2 separate regions of the Sus scrofa genome follow, and region 1 is linked to region 2. The links are chromatin contacts, called in public HiChIP or PLAC-seq maps. All regions are on one chromosome and are shown on one strand. Each heading gives the region's core, a stretch centred on a gene start, on an enhancer-like site or on the middle of the called end of the contact. The rest is flanking DNA. Distances are from core to core; before and after follow the strand shown.

Evidence for each region. HiChIP or PLAC-seq counts read pairs in DNA pulled down with a chosen protein or histone mark.
Region 1: an H3K27ac HiChIP or PLAC-seq map of alveolar macrophages shows a contact between it and region 2. The contact joins the promoter of LRRC8A here to the promoter of GOLGA2 in region 2. A contact is called at or near these places in 1 of 5 promoter capture datasets (fetal skeletal muscle) and 1 of 2 datasets of contacts at active chromatin or transcription factors (alveolar macrophages).

The regions. Positions count from the first base shown.
Region 1 is chr1:269,207,163-269,212,741 of Sscrofa11.1, reverse strand. It overlaps LRRC8A (volume-regulated anion channel subunit LRRC8A), which reads right to left and starts at 3,082. Exons shown (of 4, transcript XM_001928850.6): 1 at 2,969-3,082. KYAT1 (kynurenine--oxoglutarate transaminase 1) reads left to right here and starts at 3,189. Exons shown (of 13, transcript XR_002337758.1): 1 at 3,189-3,320.
Region 2 is chr1:268,719,236-268,724,199 of Sscrofa11.1, reverse strand. GOLGA2 (golgin subfamily A member 2) reads left to right here and starts at 3,026. Exons shown (of 26, transcript XM_021069501.1): 1 at 3,026-3,189. It overlaps SWI5 (a long non-coding RNA gene), which reads right to left and starts at 3,968. Exons shown (of 5, transcript XR_001306646.2): 1 at 3,666-3,968; 2 at 3,318-3,366; 3 at 1,196-1,317; 4 at 86-180.

The DNA of each region.
Region 1 (5,579 bases), core at 1,833-4,332, 490 kb before region 2:
CTCTTGAGCATCCGGGACCCTGCTGGGGCAGCCCCGACCCTATGGCACAAAGCAGAAGCACTAGGCCCAGGCTAGCAGGGTCGGGCGCTGCCTGAGCTGACTCCTGGGGAAGAGCGGGAGCTGAGAAAGAGCATTCCAGGCAGAAGGAACGGCACATGTTTGCCTGGAGGGGAGAGAAGAGGACATCTAGAGAGCGCTGAGCGGTCCAGCCTGGCCAGATCTGGGACTGGAGGCGGAAGTGGGGAGAGGTCAGCTACAGCGGGGTGAGCTGGATCCGGGCAGAGACATGGCCCCGGCCCAGACATACAACGTCCACGCAAACACAAAAGCCAGCCATCACCTGTAGTTAAGAAGCATTTAGTGAGCACCTACTACATGCCAGGCAGTCTGCTCAGAACGGTCCACAAGAGTGAACAAGACAAGCTGGGTAGGAGAGAGAGAGGTGCAATCGGACTACAGGCTGGGGCAGCCCAAACCAGCCAGGAACTGGAAGCATGACCCAGCCATCAGGCAGGGAAGGCCAAAGGATAAGGAGGCATTAGCGGGAAGGGAGCAAGGGGTTGGGGGGGGAATGGACACGGCTGCACAAAGGGACTGTGGAGCCTTCCAGCCATTGACACCACTGAGCAGGTATCACAGCTACTTGATGGTGGACACTAGGCTGGGGGAAAGAGGCAGGAGACGGTCCCCAGCCTCACAGGGAGCCAGTCAACAACGGGGCAATACTGCACAGGGTGATGACAGCTAGGCAGTGAAGCGCCAGGGGCTATAGAGGAACAGAAGCCAGGGGAGCCGGCCTCCACCTCCACCCCCCTCAGCAAGGAGTGGGATCCCCCCCGCCCCCACAACCCGGAGGCTGAGAGGTCCTGTCACTTGTCCGGGACAGAGGCGGGCCCAGAACTCAGGCCTCTAGACTCCCTGGCAGAGGAGTCTCCTAACCCTTCCTCTTGCAGGAAACACTAGCTGACCTCCCCCTATGTATTCACCCCAGCTAAGTCCTCGTCCTCTGGCTGCCTCTGGAACATTGCTAGTGTTATGCCGGCCGCTGTATCAACGTTCTCCTGCCTGCCTCTCCTCCCAGACCGTGGCCAGTGACTCTGTTCTCCTAGTACCACTGCCGGCCCAGGCCAGGCCCTTACCAAAGGATGGCTGAGGGAATGAATGAATGAGTCAAGGGACAGAACGATGCTGTGCTGGGCTTTAGGGCCCCACCTCCAATCTAGCTGACGCCCCACGAGGTCTCAGACCATCAGCCTGGAAAAATCCATCACCTCCACTCTCGGGAGAGGGCGTCAGGAACCAGGCTGATTCTTTTCCTCCACCTCCTAGAGGCGAGGTCCAGACCAAGCCAGGCAGCAACCCAAGGTCCGGCCGAGTTCTGACCTGAGTCCTGACCTACAGGGGCAGTCCACCCCACGCCCCACCCCCACCCCAGTCCAGAAAGGCCACTGAAAGTGTGCAGAGGAAACGGCTTCCTAGTAGGTGTGTCCCGGGGATGGAGCATCTGGGGGAAGTCATGAACATTTCTCGGGCCCTTGCTCTGTGGCCCACAGCCCCTGGAAGGCGAGGGGCATTCAAGCTAACCCCAAAGAATGGCTAAAACTGGGAGACAGGGAGGCAGCGGTCAGTATTCCTACCCCAGCACCTCTCCAAAAGCCAGTCCTCTGGCACCAGTCAGCTGTCCTTCCCTCCCCTTGTGAGCCAGAAGAAAACGTGACCTTCATGGAAGCAATGCCAGTGTGACTGGGCCACAGGCACTGCCCAGTTCCTCTGAACAAACTCCCACTGCCCCGTCCCTCCACAGGAAGGATCACAGCATCGGACCTCCTCCTCCTGCCTCCAGTCTGTCTGTCTGCCAGACGGTCTGCTCAGAGGGCAGGATACAGTTTGGCAGGGGTAAAAAGCACTCGTAATGGAAAAGGTGGGAGAGGCCTTTGGGAGCTTTTCAGCTGTCCCAGCCTTCCTCTGTAGTTGAGATCCAAATTCCCCTTCCCTCATCAAGCTCTCTCCCTCTTCATCCTCAAAAGGTTCCTGGGGGGTAGGGAAGCCTCCATCAAGGAGGAGTGTGGTCACCAAGGGCTGCCCCCCTCTCCAGCCAAATCTCCAGCAGGAGGAGGTTGCCAGACACCCCCCAACCACCACTCCTTCTTCCCAAAAAAGGCAGCAGTTGCATCAGCTAAGAACCAGCTCAATCTTGGTTCACTCCAGTCCAGACCAGGGGAAAGAAGCAGTCTACAAAAGGAGCAGAATCATCATGAACCTCAAATGCCGGCAGCTCAGCTCCTTCACCTTGGGAGCCAACTTTGCTGGACCTCCAGCCTGGACCTCATCAGACCTGGCTCTCCCGCCCATCTGGATGCACAGGACATCTGTAGGGTCCAGAGCCTCGGACCCTGGACCAGGTTTCCCAGGAATCTCAGTCCAGAGAGCCCCCAAGAACCTAGCCAGGGATCTGCCCCAGATCAGGGCACAGTTCCCGCCGGATCAAGGAGAGGGAGGGGTCCAGGAAAGAGGGGGGTGTCAGAAGCCCAGGAGAAGGGGCTTTTTTGAAAACGAAAAAAAAAAAAAAAACTACCAAGAAGAGATCCCAGAGGTGGAACCTCTAGGAAGGGGGTATGTGTGTGTGGAGGGGTGAGGATCTGGGGGAACCCAGGGGATGACAAGGGGACCTGGGGGAGCCGAGGCGGAAACTCCCGGTATGTAGAGCGCAAGGAGGCACTGGGGTGCCTGGGAGGGGGCTCGCGCGCCGCGGCACCGCGGAGAGGGTGGGGGCCCCAGCGACCCCGGGGATGGGGAACCCGGAGGAAGGCCGAACTGAGCTGCGGCAGGAGGCCTCCAGGGAGCCGGCCCCGGCGGGCAGAACCCGACCTGTCCAGGGCGCCCGGGGCCGGACAGCTGGCCGGGGACGTATAGGAGTGGATTTCGAGAGGTGACAGCTCGTGCCCCCTTCCCCTCCCCACTCTCTTACCTGAGCCCGCCGCGCCCGGCCGCCCAGCCGGCAGCTCCGAGCCCCCGCCTCGCCGTCCCGCCGCCGGCTGCAGCGCCCCTCCGGCGCCTCCTTTTGTTTGTCCCTCACTGCACCACTCAGCCTCCTCCGCCCCGGAAGTGACGTCACCGTCGGGCGCGAACGCGGCGGCCAGGGTGTTGCCATCTTTTTGAGGGGCGCAGTCTCCAAGCCTTCACCTCCTCCTCCTCTCCCTGCTGGCGCCATGTTGCTTTGGGGCGGAAGTAGCGGAGCCGGGGTTCGGCCCCCTTAAAGGGACAGGGACTGCTGTAACCTTGCCGGCTTGGGGACGAAGGGTGAAGCGGCCGAGGCGGGGGTGAGTAGCTGCTGCCTGAGCGTTGCTGCCCCGAAGTCAGGTGGCGTGGCGGGAGGGCCTGGTAACTGGTTCCGAGCTCGATTGTGCCAGACCCCTCGCTTCGTTTGCGCTGAAAGGTTGACCCAGCCGGGAGCCGTTGCGCGCGCTTCTCGCTGACCCGCACTCGGACACAGGGACCTTCCGGGCTGATCCTCTCTGCACCCCCATCCCCCACTCCCCCACCCCCAGCAGTCGGTGGGGAAGAGAGAACCCAATGCAACTGGACGAAATCTGAGCAGAGCCGGGTCTGGAACGGGGTGCCGGACTCCAGCTCTATGGATCCCGAGCCCTCGGAGTATCCAGATTGATAATAGTAACGGCAACCACGTTAAGACAGAATCCGTACATTGAAAGACAGTGCCTCCACTAAAAAGAAAAATGTTCAATACGCACTAATATGGGACGACTTCCAAGATAACTTAGATGGGAAAAGGAAGGAGCGAAAAGAACAGCGTTAATCATACTACCGATTGTTTTGAAAGAACGTGTTGTGGGGAGGGGTACGGGTGTCTGCGGGTGTGTGAACCAGCCGCCTTGTCAAATAAATGCGAGAGAAGTTGTTCACTGGGGTGGCCTCGAACAGGAGAACCGGGATCCTGGGGATCTGGACATGGGGGAAGAATTTACTACCGAGTGCACAGGTTGGTTAAAAATAAAGTGGGAAGATGAGAATAATGACCGGTTCTGGTTTATCTAGGGCTGACAGGTGCGTGCTTTCAGCTCTCCTGCTGGAAGGTCTTGTATTTCCCCATTACGGGAGGAACCAGGCTGAGAAATTAGGGACCTTAGTAATGTCGCATAGCCAGGAAATGAAAAAGCTGGAATTTGAGCCCTGGAGGAGTTTACACTAATGCCATCATTCTTGCTTATCCCCCTCTTGAGAAGCCTTTTTGTTTGTTTGTTTGTTTTTGTTTTGTTATCAACCACACAATTCACTTGGAACCTGACACACAGCAGAATCCAGTAACTGTTTATTGGCTGGAATGGTCAGGAGACAACCATAGTGTAGAATGAAGAGAAGCGCGCTTTGGAGCCCAGAACCCAATCTGGAGCCCAAGACTTGCTTCTTCCAGCCTTGAGACTCTGGACCAGGCACATACCTCCCAGAGCCTCCATGTCCCCTCCTGTAGAACTAACTACAATGACTGACGCTGAGTGCTCCCACCTGGCCTGCTTTACATGCCAATTAGCCCCATTTTACAGATCAGTAAGTGCAGAGAAGTGAAGAAAGTTGCCCACCACAACATTGTAAATCAACTATACTTCAATTTTTTTTAAAGTTGCCCAGGAGCTCTCTGGTGACACAGCAGGTTAAGGATCTGGTGTTATCATTCCTGTGGCTCTGGTTACTGCTGTGGCTTGGGTTTGATCCCTGGCCTGGGAACTTCTTTTTTTGCGGGGAGGGGGGAGCACTCTTGCAGCATATGGAGGTTCCCAGGCTAGGGGTTGAATCAGAGCTGCAGCTGCCAGCCTAACCACAGCCACAGCCATGCCAGATCCCAGCCACCTCTGCAACTTACGCCACAACTCACGGCCATGCCGGATCCTTAACCCACAGAGAGAGGCCAGCGATGGAACCCACCTCCTCATGGATACTAGTCACATTTTAACCCTCTGAGCCACAGCAGGAACTCCCTGGCCTGGGTACTTCTGCATGCTGGGTACTTCTGCATGTTATAAATAAATAACAGAGAGTTAGCAATGAGAAATCTTTCCCTCTGATGTCCCCCTCCCATTCCTTTGGCCCCTAGAGTGGCATCCAGCTTGCTGACGCAGACACTCTGCCCATGGAGCAAAGGTGTCAATATGGCAAAGTCCCAGGGTTATCAGATTGCCTGTGTGCTGGGACATCTAGCTGAGTGTGATCCCCCCATTTCTGTAGCCAGGAGGCCAAAGTCACTCCTGACCTAACAGACGTGGGGCCACATCCCACTCCCAGATGGCACTGCCAGCTTCCTGAAATATTTCCCAAATGCTCATCTCACTCCCTCATTCTTGTACCAGAGAGTGGTACAAGCTTTGGCTTCACAGCTGGGGGCCCTTCTCTGCTTTCCTAGGCCTTGGATTTTGGGGTAAGTCCTTTCCCCATCTGAGACTCAGTTCCTCCATCTGTAAAACTGACAGGACTCTCTCTCATCCTGGCATGAAACCTAGATGCATTCATTACTTTTTTCTGCCATGTGTAAAACTGCCCTACAGAGTGAGATTTTGATTTTGGAG
Region 2 (4,964 bases), core at 1,777-4,276:
TTTCCATATGCCGCAGGCGCAGCCCTGAAAAAAAAAGGCCCAGGAGTAAACTCCATCCAGCCTTGAGGCGTGGGGACTCCCTCACCTAGTTTACCCAGGAGCATCTGGCCGACATCCTTGATGTCATTATACTCGTGGAGCTGGGAGATGTGGTCCTCCAGTTCATCCACACTGTAGCCTCTGGGGAAGGAAGGGAGAGGGAGAATCCCTTAGAAAGCTCCAAGCTTCAGAGAGTAGTAATTTTTTTTCCTCTTTTTACAGCCGCACCCGAAGCATATGTTAGCTCCCAGGCTCAGGGGTGAATCAGAGCTGGCCGGCCAACACCACAGCCACAGCAATGCCAGATCCGAGCTGAGTCTGTGACCTTCTTGGCAGCTTGCTGCAACACCAGATCCTTAACCCAATGAACGAGGCCAGGGATCAGAACCCACATCCTCATGGAGACAACTTCAGGTTCTTAATCCACTGAGCCACAGTAGGAACTCCATGTAACAAGGCATCTATTTAACCCATGTTCACTAAGGGCCTACTGGGTGCTTGGCACTGGGAACACAGTGATGCCAAGACAGACCCTGCCCTCGGGAAGCTTAAGGTAGGGGAGGGGATCTGTCTACCCCCTCGCTCCTGGCAAATTCTTCCCATACCCTTAGGGAGGGGTCTGCAGCTACACTGGTGCTATGTAACCCAGGACACAAATTGGCACATGAGTGGCCAGTCAGATCCCCTCACATGTGAAATGCACGTTCAAAGGCTGCTCAGTCTATGCCATGTGGCTGCAGCACGGTGTGTGGGGAAACCCAGGAGTTGTGGAAGAGCCAGCTTCCCCTGGACACCTGCAGAGGGAGTATGGAGACCACGTGCAGACAGAGAACATGGGCCCCACAGAGACTGGGAGAACCACGGCTTTCCAGTTCCTAGTTCCTGGTCTTTTGAGCCTGACCACACATTACCTGAGACAGCAACTGTGACCTCCGGGCACCAGCGGCACAGTCCTGTTTTTATGCTGAGCTAGGTTTCAGTTACTGGGCACTAGTTAAAAGTTATCTTAGGAGTCCCCTGGTGGCTTAGTGGGTTAAGGACCTGGCATCATCACTGCTGTGGTGTGGGTCTGATCCCTGGCCTGGGAACTTCCGCATGCCTCGGGTGAGGCCAAAGTAGTTATCTTAAGCACACTGAGGACCCCAAGGAGACTTACTCAGATATGAATTGGGAGATCTCCTTGTCCAGCATGTCCCTCTTCTCCTTCAGCCTCTGAATGTCAAGGTGCAGAGAATCCTCACTGGCTGCATCAGCCTGGTCACACGTGGCAGATGGCCGCTGAGTGGCACAAAGAGTCATTAGCTGGACGGACCAACTATCCGCAATTCAGAACCTACAAGTTGTCCCCCAGTTGCCTGTCCCTGCTTCTGGTTGGTAACAGACACCCTCCACCCAAGAACAGGACTACATTTCCCAGCTTCCCTTGGAAATCGGATGGGATCCTACAGCTAAGTTCTGGCAAGTGGAACTTAATCAGATATGGTGTATGCCACGTCTGGGAATTGCCTTCCAAGGGAGAAGGCATGCTTTTCTGTGGTCTCCCTCCTTCCTGCCAGCTGGAGGGATGCTGGAGTTGAAAGGCGTCCTGGATTATAGAGGGGGCCTGATGATTGTTTAAGCCTTCATTACTTGGGGTTTTCTTTTACTCTCAGCCAAACTCATCTTTACCTGGTCCCCAGTCTGACCCGAGAATCCACTTCAGGTCCACCTCTTGGGTTCTCCTCTCAAATCTATGTTATCCCTGGGTTTATAGTCTCACTGGGTAGCAAAACCCTTCTGTTCATCTTTGTCCTTTCTGGCTCTAAAAGCTTCAAGGGCTGGTGCCTGATACTCGGCTAGTCTTCAGGAAATGGGTGTTGGAGCAACTCTAATACAAGAGACAGAGGCAGACGTGGTTCCCATATTTAGGATAGGGGCTTTTAACCAGTCAACGGACCATGAGTAAATACTAGCTGCCAGGCACAGGCAAAGGCTCCAGAGGTTTAGCAATGGATAAGACATCCAGGCTTGATCCCCTGCCCTCATAGACTGTAGAGCCTCGTCCCAGACATAAAACACCCAACAATTAGGCTCTTCTTCCAGAGAGTCCCATTTACAGCTCTCCTCACAGGTCCCACCTCATCAGAAAAGGCTTCCTGACCACCCCAGCTAAAATGGCCACTCCTCAGTCACTCACGAGCCCCTTGTCCTGATGTTTTCTTTCTTTCTTTCTTTTTTTTGGCTTTTGTTGTTTCAAGGCCGTACCCTCAGCATATGGAGGTTCCCAGCCTCAGGGTCTAATTGGAGCTATAGCTGCCTGCCTACACCACAGCCACAGCCATGCCAGATCTGAGCCACATCTGCGACCTACACCACAGCTCACAGCAACGCTGGATCCTTAACCCACTGAGCGAGGCCAGGGATCGAACCTGCAACCTCATGGTTCCCAGTCGGATTTGTTTCTGCCGCGCCACCACGGGAACTCCCTGTCCTGATGTTTTTAACATCAGTCACCACCCGACATGTTGTACATTTCAGGAATAATATTATGTTCATTGTCAGTCTTATACCCCGGGGCTGTAAACACCATGAGAGCAGGGACTTTGTTTTATTCACTGCTGATTGCCCTGTGTCTATAACAGTCTCTGGCGCATAGCAGGTATTATCTCAAATGAGTCCGTCAAACAGCCAATCAACTAACTGCCATCTGCAAAGTGCTTTGAAGTACAGGGAGCCAAGGGAGTGTCTCACAGAGCCACTGGCCTGAGCCAGAAAGTGGGGCTGAGATTTCTCTGAGGAAGCTCAGCTTTAAAGGATGCGTAGGTATCAGTTTGGCCAAAAGCTGGAAAAACAGTATCCCAGACAGGGGTCAGTGTATCCAAATGCCCAAGACAGGAGAGAGCACATGTGTTTGAGGGAATGAGAGTGGTTTCCAAGGGGGTGGAACGGGTGAGGGAGGGACAGTGGGAGGGAGGGACAGTGGTGTGGAAAGAAGGAAACCAACCAACCACTTGTGGCGCTGGCAGGAAGGAGGAGAGACGGAGCCCACTTGCAGAGCCTGGGGTACCACTGACGAACGCCAGGATGCTCTTTCTTTTTTGAAGCTTGGTGGGCAGGAGGAAAAGAAGGGGAAGGACTGCGAAATGACCTGGACTTTCTCCGCAGAATGAGGTCAGCTGAGGGAAGACCTCGAAGAGGGCAGCGGGTGGGTCAGCCGCTGCTGGGGACGGAGAGGGGGGCTGGGAGCCGAGGGAGCTAACCGGGTGGGAGGGCCGGAGAGGGGGCAGAGGCATACTCACAGGGGATCGGAAGGCCCCGCGGCAGCTTTTGGAAAGTCCTGGTTGAGTCCTGGAGAGGAATCCAAGGGAAAAAGTTGATTGGACCCAGAGTCCGCCTCGGCAGGAAAGCGGTACTCTGGGGGTGTGAGAGGAGGGACAGCCGTGCGGGAGGAGCGACCGCGACTGGATGCTCCCGGGATCAGGGTGGGGTTCCTCGAGGAGGGTATTCGGACAGGGGGTAGAGTGTGGAGGAGCGGATGGAGGCCTCTGGAGCTGATCTCAGGGAAAAGAAAGTTGGGGGCAAAGCTACGGGAGCGAGAGGGACTGGGAAGGGATGTGCTTTCCCCGTGCTGTCCGCTCCTCGCCCACCTCCTCAGCCCTGGGGTTCGGGGCCCCCGACTCGGGGGGGTCTGCAGTGCAGGAGGGTCCAGGGCGAGGGCGAAAAAGAGGCCTCTCAGCCCGCCAGCTATTCCGAATCCTGTGATGGAGACCAGGAGTCGTTATACAGCCAGCTGCGCGCGCACCCTGCGAGAGCAGGCCCCGCCCCTCCCCCCGCCGAGGTGGGCGGGGACCGCGGCTGCGCGCGCAGCCTGTATTATGACTCCACCCGTTCCACCTGGCTCGCGGCGGCCTAGCCACGCCCCCTTTTCCTTTCATCTTTCCAATCGGCCAATGGGATTGGAGAATCTAGGCCACGCCCACGCCGCTGCTGCCTAGAACCGCCCCGGTCCCTCCTTTTCTGGCTCAGTCGCACAGTGGCGCGGTGACTGCCGGAAGCAATTCCGCGGTGGTTGCCGGGATCGTGCTGATGTGGCCCCCCCTTCCCCCGCCCCGTCCCGGGATGTCGGAAGAAACCCGACAGAGCAAATTGGCTGCGGCCAAGAAAAAGGTAAAACACGCGGGGTCGCGGCTCCCTGACTCAGCCCGAGACCCCTTCGATGGCCGGGCCATGGCCAGAGTCTGTGCTGCCTCCAAGGCACACGGGGCGAGCCCCTCGGCGCCCCTTGGCGCCCCCCTCAAAAAGTCTTCTCAGCCAGTCCCGCCCCCTGGCAGCCCAGCCCCCGCCCTCACTCGTCACCCCCGGGTGACTTTGGGCTGGTGACCCCCGGGGCTTCCCGCTTCAGGTTCGGCCCTCGCCTCCCGCCGCCCAGAACCGGACCTCTTGGGCTCCCTGGGCTCCCTAGTCTCCCGGTCTCCAAGGACCTCGGTCCTGGCCTTGCGCTCCCCTCCCCCACCGCGGAGCGGCGACTCGGGCGTCGGGAGGGAGGAGTGGAATGTAGTTACGTCATAATCCCCCTCGGAACTGTCATTACCGCCCGGAGCCCGAGCCCCGGTGTTTGATACTACGACCCGGTCCCCTAGTGTTTTCCCACCCTTTCCGGTTTCTTTGGCCGCGGCACAGATTTCCAGCTTGATGGGAAGTCGGAACTATCGGACCTAGGTCCGACTTGGGTTTCAGGCCCCTTTACTCTAGACTGTACCCCATCCTTGGATGTTGATAGCGTAAAAGACCCCCGCTTTACACTTCACCAGTGATCTCAAAACATGGACATCATCTCTGGGTGGCAATGGGGAGAATGTGTTTTGTTTAGTTTGGTTTTCTCCCTGGTTTCCATCCAGAGAGACTTTCACATTTTTCACCTGAATTTTCTATCTCTAATTCCCTGT